2 separate regions of the Mus musculus genome follow, and region 1 is linked to region 2. Evidence: chromatin contacts called from public Hi-C data. All regions are on one chromosome and are shown on one strand. Each heading gives the region's core, a stretch centred on a gene start, on an enhancer-like site or on the middle of the called end of the contact. The rest is flanking DNA. Distances are from core to core; before and after follow the strand shown. Region 1 overlaps Mllt10 (myeloid/lymphoid or mixed-lineage leukemia; translocated to, 10). Region 2 holds the start of Mllt10 (myeloid/lymphoid or mixed-lineage leukemia; translocated to, 10).

The links. A called contact is a pair of places that touch in the nucleus more often than the background predicts.
Region 1: a contact with region 2 is called in a Hi-C map of liver, with 2.2 times the contacts expected there. The contact joins the enhancer-like site here to the promoter of Mllt10 in region 2. A contact is called at or near these places in 1 of 39 promoter capture datasets (the HPC-7 cell line), 7 of 484 Hi-C or Micro-C datasets (centroblasts, conventional type 1 dendritic cells, gonadal supporting cells and 3 more), 4 of 115 datasets of contacts at active chromatin or transcription factors (the SCID.adh cell line, bone marrow-derived macrophages and embryonic stem cells) and 3 of 9 other capture datasets (adipose tissue, liver and pancreatic islet).

The regions. Positions count from the first base shown.
Region 1 is chr2:18,138,255-18,144,111 of GRCm38.p6, forward strand. The region is part of intron 8 of Mllt10 (myeloid/lymphoid or mixed-lineage leukemia; translocated to, 10); the gene reads left to right. Among named protein-coding and RNA genes, the nearest start is that of Gm25147, 18 kb to the right of the region's middle. Within about 2 kb of position 1,552, at least 9 of the 459 cell types and tissues checked have an H3K27ac peak or open chromatin away from gene starts, as enhancers often do. A contact at or near this core is called in liver, where this site is marked.
Region 2 is chr2:18,060,165-18,066,434 of GRCm38.p6, forward strand. It overlaps Mllt10 (myeloid/lymphoid or mixed-lineage leukemia; translocated to, 10), which reads left to right and starts at 4,421. Exons shown (of 23, transcript NM_001252560.1): 1 at 4,421-4,700; 2 at 4,871-5,030. The coding sequence starts at 4,871.

The DNA.
Region 1 (5,857 bases), core at 302-2,801, 75 kb after region 2:
AGTATATATCTGTTGATACCATAGGTCAGTGTTGGCCAGTGAGTCAGAGGCATTACCTCGGGGCAAAAGTCTTTGGAGATTGTGATGGTTAATTTTAACAGCCAGCTTAACACAATCTTGAATCACTCAGGAAGGGGAGTCTTACTGAAGGGTTGTGATGAGGTAGTGTGTTTGTGTAGGGAGTTGTCTTGGTTGCATTGATTGAACAGGAAGATAACTGCCCATCGCCAGGGGCACAGTTACATAGGCATTGGGTCCTGCATTCATAGGAGTGGAGAAAGTGACCTAGTGCTTATTTTCATGTATGCATTTATTGCTGTTCCTTCTGACTGTGAATGTAATATGGCCATCTCTCAAACTTCTGTCTCTGAAATTATGATTGACAAAGGTAGTTTTTAAGGTTTATTCTTTCTATATTCTTTTCTTGGCATTTTGCTCTGCAGTCCTCCTTTTCTTCAGTAATGAAGGTAGCAATCTACAGGGATAAGTAGGAAGTGGATTAAGGAATGCAAAGAGAAATTAAATGTCTTTTGGATTTAGTGCTAAAGAAGCTGTTTCGAAGTTTCAAAATAGAGATTAGAGTAGAAGCTCATTAAAGGTTATAGACTAATAAAGACCAGGATATAGTTTTGAGTAACTTGATTCTTTTACGATTCTTAAATATGGGACTGGAGAGTTAGTGCAACAGTTGAGAGTACTGGCTACTTTTTCATAGGACCCAAGTTCAATTTCCAGCACCTATATGGTAACTCCAGTTCTAGGGCCTCCAACTTGTTGTTCTTTCCTCCCTAGGCAGTGTGCATGTGGCATATAGACATATATACAGGCAGAACACTAATGCACGCAAAAAATAAAATAAGTATATATTAAAAAGATTTGACGATTAAAAGAAATTAATCTTAAAAATCTTAGATATGAAAAAAAGGTGTGTGTGTGTGTGTGTGTGTGTGTGTGTGTGTATGTATGTATGTATGAATGAATGAAGAAAATACTGTTGCTCTAATTTGGTTCAGAAAGAAGAAAAGAAGCATGAGGATGAGTTAAGAAGAATTTGGTCCAGAAAGAAGAACAGAAGCATGAGGGTAAGCCTGAGGTAACCTTCTGGAAGGTGACGCTATGTCGAGGGGCTGTAAGGATAAAGAAGCAGGCAGTCTTCACGACTGTTCACGATCAGAAAGTTGAAAGTTAGGAAAGCAAAGCCAGAGTCATAGGAAACATTGGAGCTAAAGATCCTAGAAGATTTATGACCTTTATTGTTCCTGATGTTGTTGTGTGTCATTTTTTTATAATGTCATGGCCATCAGACGGTATTAGCTTGACAGATACGGTGTTAGGCCTTCACTGTTACAACCCTTTCACTCTCCTGAATCAGAGCTGGTCAGTGTAGGCATACATTTTTCTTAGCCTGCTTTAATAAGTGTTCACCTCTCCTCTAGCCTTCCACCTACCAGAGGTAGTAGTGGAAAAGTAAAGTTATTAGGCCATGGGGGAGTAGACCTGTTTAGAAATAGTTCTTTGGAGCGATACCAATGTTTGTTGTTCAGTCAGTCCAGTCCATTAGCAAACACCAAAAATGAATCTGCAGCTGTAGACAAGTCCACTTGGCAGGCACTACACGAACTGTTCAATCGAAACTTCGAGGTGAAGTGGAAACTTAAGGGTTCTTTGGAGAGTCAGTTGTGTTGGATGTTTTTTTGCTGGGGCAAATGTGTAAAAGAGTGGTTTCCTGGAGTGGACACACGTGAAAGACTAAGGCAGACTTGTGAAGGAAAGTTTAGCTGAAGCAGACACAGGAGAGATGTTGTTCTGCTAAAGCAAGCACGTGAAAGGACATGTGATGACACATTCTTTGCCACCAAGACACATGTATTGGTCCACCTTACATTGCATAGTTGAGCTGCAATTGTTGGGACTCCATAGAGAGAAATGCACCAGAAAAACTTCTGGTGCTGTGCTGCAGTTTCTTGCTGCTTCAAAAGACTCAGGCTGATTGGCAGAGTGATGCCAGCTGAGACTTATATACTAAGTTAAGACTCCTGGAGGATACATGCTATTTGGAGAATATAAATAGAACTCAATGGACAGTGATGAAGGCTGAGCTTGGCTTGCTTATAGAGCTAACTGTGCAATGCTTTGGTCTTGTTTTTGCTGTTGATCCTTGCTTTTCTGAGAGACACACAGCCGAGAACTTTCCTGGCATTCCTGTCTGCCCTGGTCCCTTTCTGCTGACTCGAGCTGAGGCTGAGGCCTCATTGTTCCCACTAGGTAGTGCCACCGCTGCTGATTCAGTGTTTGTTATCCCAACTCTACAGCACGGGACTGCTGTTGTATCCATGAGGTGTTTGCTAGTGATCTGAGCTGCCACTGCTGCCCTGTGAACTGAACTGCTGATTTCCAGACAACACAGATGGGAGTTGCTCCCAAAAACCTTTCTAAACAGTACCCTCCACCCCCCATCCTTTCTTTTCCACTACCTCCTTGATGGGTCATTGGCTGTAAGGGAGATGAAAGTGTTTAAAAACCACCATTAAAAGTAGGAGTTGGGGACTGGAGAGATGGCTCAAGGGTTAAGAGCACCAACTATTCTTCCAAAAGGTCCTGAGTTCAAATCCCAGCAACCACATGGTAGCTCACAACCATCTGTAATGAGATCTGATTCCCTCTTCTGGGGTGTCTGAAGACAGCGACAGTGTACTTACATATAATAATAAATAAAGCAATCTTTTTTTTTTTTAAAGATTTATTTATTTATTTATTTATTTATTTATTTATTATATGTAAGTACACTGTCGCTGTCTTCAGACACTCCAGAAGAGGGCGTCAGATCTTGTTACAGATGGTTGTGAGCCACCATGTGGTTGCTGGGATTTGAACTCCGGACCTTCGGAAGAGCAGTCGGGTGCTCTTACCCACTGAGCCATCTCACCAGCCCCTAAATAAAGCAATCTTAAAAAAAAAATTGGATTTGAAAAAATTAAAGTTAAAATGAGGTTCACCAACTGGCCCTGGTCTGTGGAAGAGGTAAGAAGCTGTAGGAAACTAATGACAAATTCTTTGGCGAGTTTCTCTCAATAACGTTGTCAATGAAGCTCAGCAAAGAAATGTAAGGTGAGCCAATAATATATGTGTGCCATCAGCAGATAGGTGGAGCAAAGGTAACTGATAATTGAACTTGCACTATCTGTGGGGTCATTTATATTTCCTCACGTGTGTCTGCTCCAGCCAAACATCCTTTTTCCTATGTACCCCAGCAAAACACCATTTGACAGAATTGACTTTCCAGAGAGAGCAGAAGTTTCCTTTTTGGGTCAGTTTTATTTTAGCAAAGCAGTAGCTAGTATATTGATATTTTCTATATCATTCTCCAAGTCTTAGTTCCCATGAAACAGTGTAGAGGATCAGCGCCATCTATTCCTGGGATCTGCTGCAGTAAAGCAAAGCATCCTGGGCCTAAGGCGTCTCAAATCAAAGCATGGATGCCGTTTCTTCCTATATACTAGTCTGCGGTTTGAGGCTATTGACTTTACGTATAACTGTGAAGATTGTCTAGGGAAAAAAGTTGCTCTACAGCTGGGCGGTGGTGGCGTACGCCTTTAATCCCAGCACTCGGGAGGCAGAGGCAGGTGGATTTCTGAGTTCGAGGCCAGCCTGGTCTACAAAGTGAGTTCCAGGACAGCCAGGGCTATACAGAGAAACCCTGTCTCGAAAAATCAAAACAAAACAAAACAAACAAACAAACAAAAAGTTGCTTTACTTGAAAGAGTAAGCCTAGTGAAATGACCACATCTGACTTGGAACCAAGGAAAAGAGTTTATTTAATACCTACTAGCTATTCAGAAATAAGAGATTTAGGTAGAGTTGTTTCTATACGTTATAATGAGCAAATTCAAGTGGCTTTATATTGTGTTTACTTTCTATTCACAGCCAGATACAAAAGTGGACTTTTTGATTGACAATTTTGTTCCAAATATGTATGTCCACTATGATCATGAGGGAGCCTGACAGGGTTAGATGAAAGATTAGATCCCCTAGAACCAGAGTCGGTAGACTGCTGTGAACTACCATGTAAGTGCTAGAAATTGAACTCAGATTCTCTTTAAATAATAGGAACACTGAAATCAGAGTGGCTGAAAGAGCTGGGAATATCTTTTTCTTATTTTTGTGTGTCCATTATTTGTGTATATATGCATCTGTGTATGTAGGCCAAAGGTAGGTACTGGAAGTCTTTCTTATGTCCTCTGAGGCAAGGGCTTTTCAATCGAAACCCAGAGCTTACCAGCTGATAGAGCTAATTTGGCTAGTCAGTTTGATCTGTTGCACATTTAAAGGGAAAAAACATAAAAAAGCTAAAGAAGTTATGTATATGGGTTTTTTGCCTGCTTGTCTGTCCATTTACCTACCATATGGGTGCAAAGTCTAGAAGAGGGTATTGGGTCTCCTTGTACCAGAGTTAAAGATGGCTGTGAGCTGTTATGTGGGCACTAGGAATATAACTTGGCTCCTTGTGAAGATTAACCTGTCCTCAATTCCACCTGTACACATTAAAACAAAAGAAAAGAAAAGAAAAGAAGACAGTAATAATTAAAGGTCCTTGTAAGTTATAAACAACCTTAATTTTTAAAGAATTGTTTATTAAAAAAAGTATTATAGGCACTGAGAGTTTGAAGTGATACTGTCTTAACCTTGTGATTACAGGAACAAACTCCATGTTCATTTTCCTGTTTTTTTTCTGATCTTTCTTTTTGCATATTTTAAAAAAGTTTATGCACATATGTGCTCTTGAGTGCAGAGATAAAAGGATAATTTTTGGGAGTTAATTTTCCTTCCACGATGTGGTTCTGTAGCATCAGCCTGACAGTAAACATCCTTACTCACCAAGTCACCTGACAAGTTCTTCATAACGTTTTAAAACAAAAGTCAACCCATTTCCTTACTTACATACTTAAGATGATATTCCTTTCAGTGATCCTTAATAATTATATAAAAATTTTCCCCCAAACGTCTCTGCTGGATATAAAAGGTTGTTTTCTTTTGAACCCATTACATGTATGTATTCCTATTTTATATATTTTACATTTTACTAAACTGTTTTTAAGATTGTTTGTACTTCTTTGGATAAAATTACAAGGTGAAAGGTTTGTGAATACTTGCCCAATCAGTGCTCTTTTTACATTTTTTGTGGCTTAGTATGTGTGAAGCCTTGGATTGATATCTAGCTCTACATAAAATGTACACGGTGGTCAACATCTGTAATGCTAACATTGGGGAGGTGGAGATAGGAGGATTAAAAGTTCATGGTTCCTTTCTACTCTGTAGTGAGTTTGAAACCAGTCTGACATATATGAGACTGTCTCAAAAGTTAATTATGTTAAAAATTGAAAAGAGGCCAAGGCCATGGTGGCCCATGCCTTTAATCCCAAGTGGGAGGCAGAGGCAAGCAGATCTATTGAGCTTAAGGGCAGTGTAGTCTACAGAGTGAGTTCCAGGTCAGTCAAGGCTACACAGAGAAACTATGTATCAAAACAACAACAACAACCCCCCCCCCCAAAAAACCAAAAACAACAACAAAAAAAAGGGAAACAAAAAAGATACTGAACTATCCTGTTTTCTTAGATTTTGACTTTTATCCCCCACCCCACCCCACCTCACCCTCCCAGGTCTTTGAATTGTAGTCTAAAACTGACATTTTACCCCTCTGGTCTCCTCCTGCTTTCCCCATTCTAGTATTACATTCTACCACTGAGCTAGATCCATCAGCTCTTGTTAATGCCCTTATGATTAAATCATTTTCTTGTATTAAAATCAGGTAGAGTTAAAACAAACTCACTTTTACATTAAAATTTTTATTATACTGTTA
Region 2 (6,270 bases), core at 3,171-5,670:
ATGTAAAAATGTAAGGGTATTACATTTTTTGTTAATATTTATTTTATAGTAAAAGAAACAGCTCTGAAGCCAAACTCAAAGTTAAGTAATGCAAACTCTTAGAGAAGAAGCTTTGGTTTTGGTCTTTGAAAATATTTTAGATTTAGATAACTAGATTTAAATTTGAGAATCATCTCTCTTTCCAAAAGTTACATGCATCTAAAAATAATATTAATTATAATTGATTCTAAGAGGCTTTTGCAAATACAGTTGTAGACTTTTACATGAAAAGGTGGATATTCAAATGTACATAGTTCTAAGTCATTTGGTAAAAACAGACTCTAACAGGCTAAGAAAGAGAAAAAGTGCATCTTTTCCTTCATATTCTGAATCTAGATTAAAAAACAAGAAGGACAGGAAAACAGAAGGGGGCATTTGGTAAGAGGAAGATGACCAAGGGAGGGGGCGGGGCAGAGGGGACTAGAGAAGGGTGATGGGGAGTAAGTATGGTGAAGCCAGTACATGCAATAGATGCATGAATAGACCATAATGGAACTCATTAGCTTGTGCAATATATACTAAGAAACATTTTAAAATGCTTATCTTTCATGTCTAGTGTATTGATTTTGACTATCAGAAATCTTTGAAGATACTGACTTGGAAAAATTTTGTTAATCATTAGAAATTTACCTTTGATTGTATATGCAAAGTAAAGACTTGCTTTACTCTGAAGAAAAAATTTCAGACTTCACTCATCTTTTTCAATGTTGAATGTTAAACAAGTGTTTCTGTCGTCTTACTATTTCCAGGGTACTTGCTAGGCACTTGGTGAGGACTAAGATGAGAAAAAAAAATTATCAAGGAAGACTACCATGGCTCATTAAGTGGAACCTTGCAAAACCCATTAACAGAATTACAACTGAAAACATAATTGAAAAGAATACCCTTTAATAAAATTTGAATATATTATAATATGGGTGCCATGTCTAGGATATGCATCTATAGACACAGAAGCTACTGACTGTAAGTAACAAAACCAGTTTCAAAACTTATTTTAGTTAAAATAGTATACACGTGTATATATACATACATACAAATATATACATATATACACATGTATATATGTGATAAAACTTTTCACAAGAAAGGTAAAAGTATAGGTATCAAATGAATGAAGCAACTTTTTACTCAAACTTCATCTGAAAGTGTATGTGGATCATAAGAAATTGTATTACTACTACTACTACTACTACTACTACTACTATGACTATTGTTATTTTTAGTTGTCCAGCTAATTTATTTGTAAGGGCAATATAGTAAAGTCAGGAAGCTAGCTAAGGAAAGTATATAGTGTTACTACTATAGAAATATTCCCAATGATATAGAAACATATCTTAGTTTTTATGCCTTATAAAACAATCTTAGAATAATAGTTATAATAGAAGGTGATAAAACCGTAGTTTAAAAAGGACACAAATATGAATAAGGATAACCAAGGCACCAAACACAACTTTAAATATTTCTTTCATAGAATCTACTTAGGTAAATGATTATTAAAAAGAAAATTTAAAAAGTTTGTGTCCAGGTTCAAGACTAAAGAAAATTGTAAGAAGATATATTACCATGGAGTGAAAATACATTTTCCCATTATAGTAGGGTTAGAGGTTACATCATAAAATACTTTACTTGAGTTTTTTGTGGTTTGGCTCAGATGATTAGTTTAGAGAAAATAGATGAGCCAGTACCATGTTAGACACTATTATGTGAGGGATATTCCACACAATAGGCTTTTCATTCTTTCCTACAGGTATAAGATATATGTGCATATTTGGGGAATAAGGAACTGGATTTAAATGATAACATTAATATTGAAGTTCTTTTCTAGAAAGATACACTATCAGTCACATGGCAATTTAATTTTTGCATCACTATTTTTTAAAAATGTACTTGAACTTTAGCAATTATAAGTTTTACCCATTCTGAGACCTGATGATTAACATATGTGGCTAAATGTTTTTATTATATGTGTGTGCAGTAGGATACACTACATATCTTGTAAAGGACCAACACAGTTTTCTTTTTGTTATATTCCAGGAGTTTTTGGTACACAATGAATGTTCAGTAAATATTTGCTGAGTGAATAATTCACTGCATATTTGAGCTGCTTTATTCTGTCTACGATTCTTCCTTTGCACTCGATGTATTATAGAAATATATCAAATATTGTACACACAGCAACACATTTAGTGTCTGATGCTTGAGTAAAAATGAAATGCCCTGTTTTTTCCCAGTGTTTTCCCTGATTTTCATGTCTCTCTAGTATAGAATGTTAAAAACCAGTTTTAAAATAATTGGACTTCCAGTGTGTCAACCTGTATGCATGTATGCTTTCACAAAATTTCTGCTTCAGATACTATTATTTATATATAAGCGTGGCATAAACTGTGCATCTTTCCTGTTTTTTTCTAAACACATTTTCCCTTTTTTTTTTTTGTAAATGTCAAAACTTCATATAAATGACAGTTTTGTTTTTGTCTTGAAAAGAGCAAGTGTTTACCTACATTTATTAGGTGTTACAGAATGAGGTAAGATTCTTACCCTTTTTTTTCATACAAATTAGTTCCATCTCAAGAACTAAGCTCCAATGTATTAAAAATAAAATGAAATGTATTTTTAAATTATTTAGTGCATAGGCTTGACTTCAGTGTTTGGGAAGTTCCACATTGATTTGCACCAAAATTAGTCTATATTATGAGGCAAAACAGGATTTAGACAATGAACTGACTTCCTTTGTATAAGGGTAAAGGTAAAATATTTGGTACAGTTAAAACAGTAAACTTCTGTTTGAAAGTTGCCCTAGCTTTGTACAAGTCATAGTTATGTTAAGAGCATCATTAGAGGTCCAGAAATTTATTACCATATCCTCCTAAAAATGTCATTTTACTAATCTGTAGTCACCATTTCTAAATGTATTAATATTAAAACAGAATCCTTAGTTTTGTGTCCCTTTGGACATATTGTCTTCCTATCACAAGCTTTGGTAAATCCCCCATTAGTTTGGATTTCACATAGCTTTTGAATATATCTGACCACAGATGCTTACATTGTGCTGTATCGATCACTATTCTTACAACTTTAGCAATTATTTTGAAATAGGAAAAGAACAGCCACATTACCCTTTTTGAACATTTTAAAACTTAATATATTTTCTGTGGAGTGCTTAGAACTTGGGGTGTTTTAGCATCATGTAAGTGTATTTTCCAGACCATATTATATTGTTAGTTTCTAATAAGCCCTTTGTACTTGTAATTAACCAAAAACCATGAAGTTGCCTTGGAACTGTTTGTCATTTAAATAGCCTATTCATAATTCCCATTTCATGCTAAAGTTTAATGAACGAACACTTTTTGCTTAAAATCAATATTGGGTGTACATGGAGAAAGGATTAGGGAAACATTTTTTTGGTAGCTTAAAAACTACTCAATATCTAGCTAATTAATCTGCTAACATTGGTCTAATCTAATCTATATTTTATTTGTGTATTGGGAGGAAGCTCTCATATTTCTCCAATTTAAATGACATCACATTTGAAAAGGTAAATTTGGAGAATCGAGCTAAGATTAGAGGAATCCTCAATCTAAACTGGGCACCACACTCTCAATGCTGTTAACCTTTGGTGACAGGCTAGAACGTGGGTTCCTTCCTCCTTTAGCTGCATTTTTCCAGATCAGACTATTACGTTGCTAACGCGACCAACCACTTGTATACCTACCAAGCTATAATGCAGTCTTGGGGCTCCCGCTCAGAATATAGCCCAAACACAGGCTTTTTGCCTGTCTGTGATGCACTTTCATTTGCCACGGGGGCCAAGAAGGTGCGTAAGTGGGCGGTAGATCTGGTAACACTTCCACTGGGTGAACTTTGGGAAGAATCCAGGACGTGAATTTAATGGGTGGCGAAGCTGCGACAGTACTGTGAAGTTAGCGCGGCCAACTGCAGGAAGCCATGCTTCATTACACCCTTCATGGAAGCTGGCACCCTCTCCCAACCATTGTTACCCGCGGGCCAGTTCTCGAGGCACAGGCCTTCAGGTAGGTTCCCGGCGCCACGAGACGCCCCCGGGGGCGCCTCTCAGCGACCCCGGCCCCCACCGCACCCCGCCCCGCCGCGGCCTCTTCCTCATGCGCGCCCGGGGCCCGCGAGGCGACGGCCGCCCAACGTCCCGGCCCTCGTGCGCCCCAGAGCCCTCCGGTAGACTCACTCCGGCCGCGCTGAGCAGCCGACTCCGCTCGTCCCCCACCTCCGCACACCTCGGCGCCGCCGAGCGGTGCGGGGGAGGGGAAAGCCTGGAGGTAGGCAGGGGCCAGGGGACGCGGCGGCGCGCACGCAGGCCTCGCCTCTCTGGGCCGCCTCCCTCACGCCGGCCGCAGGGCGGGCCGACGCGTACGCCGGGTGACGCTCGGAGGAGGAAGCGCAGCCCCTTCCCCTCCCTCGCCGCCCCGGGCCCAGCGGGAGCCCCCCAGTGCGCCTGTGCGGAGGCCTGCTTGATTATGTGTGCCCTCCTCGGGCGGCGGCGTTAGCGGCCGGGTGGAGGTGGGGAGGGAGGACGCCGCGGAGGAGGAGGAGGAGGAGGAGACGGTGGCGGGGAGGTGGGGGGAGTCAGCAAGGACATGGCTCCTGACTCCTGTGCGGAACGTGAGTGACTGAGCGGCAAAGCCCGAGTGAGCGAGCGGCCGAGCGGGCGGGAGGGAGGGCGGGCGGGCTGGCGGAGACCGGGCCGGGGTCGGTCGGTCGATCGGGCTGGCGGGAGGGCGGGCGCGAAGGGCTGCGTGTGGGGAGCTCTCGGTGGCTTGCTTGTGTTTGTTAATGGTCCCCCCCAACTCCCTCTTAGATGGTCTCTAGCGACCGGCCCGTGTCACTGGAGGACGAGGTCTCCCATAGTATGAAGGAAATGATTGGAGGCTGTTGCGTTTGCTCAGACGAGAGAGGCTGGGCCGAGAACCCGCTGGTTTATTGCGACGGGCACGGCTGCAGCGTCGCGGTGCATCAAGGTAAACACCCAACCGCCCGCCGGGCCGAACCGGCCCGCTCCCAACCGTCACGGCTCCCCTCCCCCGCCCGGCGGCAACTGCCACCGCCGCCCCTCCCCCGGCCCGCCCGCCGCCGCCGCCGCTCCGCCCCCGCCGCCGCCTCGCCCCGCCCCCCGCCCCGCCCGGCGCGCAGCCCGCGGGAGCCCGGCGTGGTCGCCGCGGGCTCGGGCTGTGCCCCGGCCTGTGGGAGAAAGTGCGTGTGGCCCGGGCTATCACGTGACTCCGCGCTCACTCAAGTGTCATTAGGTGGCCGCCGGCGTCGGGCCGCGTCCTGCGCAGGGTAGGGTGGGAGCGCGAGACCCGCGCTGGAGTCACGGTGACGGCGCGTGGTGGCTTTGGGAACCGGAGGCCTCCTCCCCCTCCCCTGCCTGCTCCCGGTCTGCCGCAGCGTTGTCAGGAGACTTCCTGTGGCCTGGGACAACCTGCCTCTGAGTAGAGGGAGAGAGAGAGAAGGTGGGCCCTGCCCGCTGCACCCAGAGCTCTCTGGCATGGACCCTGCTGTTGGGGGCCACTGGGTGCTTCTGCGAAGACACTGGAAGGTGTCCCTGAGGGAGTGTCTGGGCTGAGCCGACCTGGTCATGGACCCCAAGAAGTAGTGCTGGTGGTGCCCCAAGAGCCTTTGGAGGTTGAGTCTATTTTTAGATGTTCTCATGGGGTGAATGTTTTGGGTACCCCCTTAATCGCCCCTTCCCTCCCACTCCCCCACGGGGAACTCTTTAGCATGTTTTTCTGCTTATTGAAGACTGTCCCTTTCAAGTCGTTAGGGGATTGGGGGTTCAGGACGAAAGACTAGATAATGTTTTTTTGGGTGACTCACTGTGTAGTCTTAAACAGATCCACCCTTCCTATTCCTGAAGTTAAAACTGAGTGTTGGAAGGTTTTAATTTTTACTTTTTATTTTTTAAATGAGACAGGGTTTTCTCTGTAGCCTTCACTGTCCTGGAACTTGGCTCTATAGCCCATAAATGGCCTCAAAATTAAAGATCCTCCTGCCTCTGCCTCTGGAGTGTGTCCTACCTGGGAAGTTTTTGTTTTTTACATAGGAGCTTGCTGTGTAGCCCAGGCAGGGTGCAGACAAGCAACAATTCTGCCCCTCAAGTATGGGAAATGAAGGTGTGAGCCTAAAGGTTTTGCTTTTTTTGGGGGGGGGTAATGTAATGGGAGGGTCTTCCCAAAGGGGAGAGAGGTAAATGAAAACATT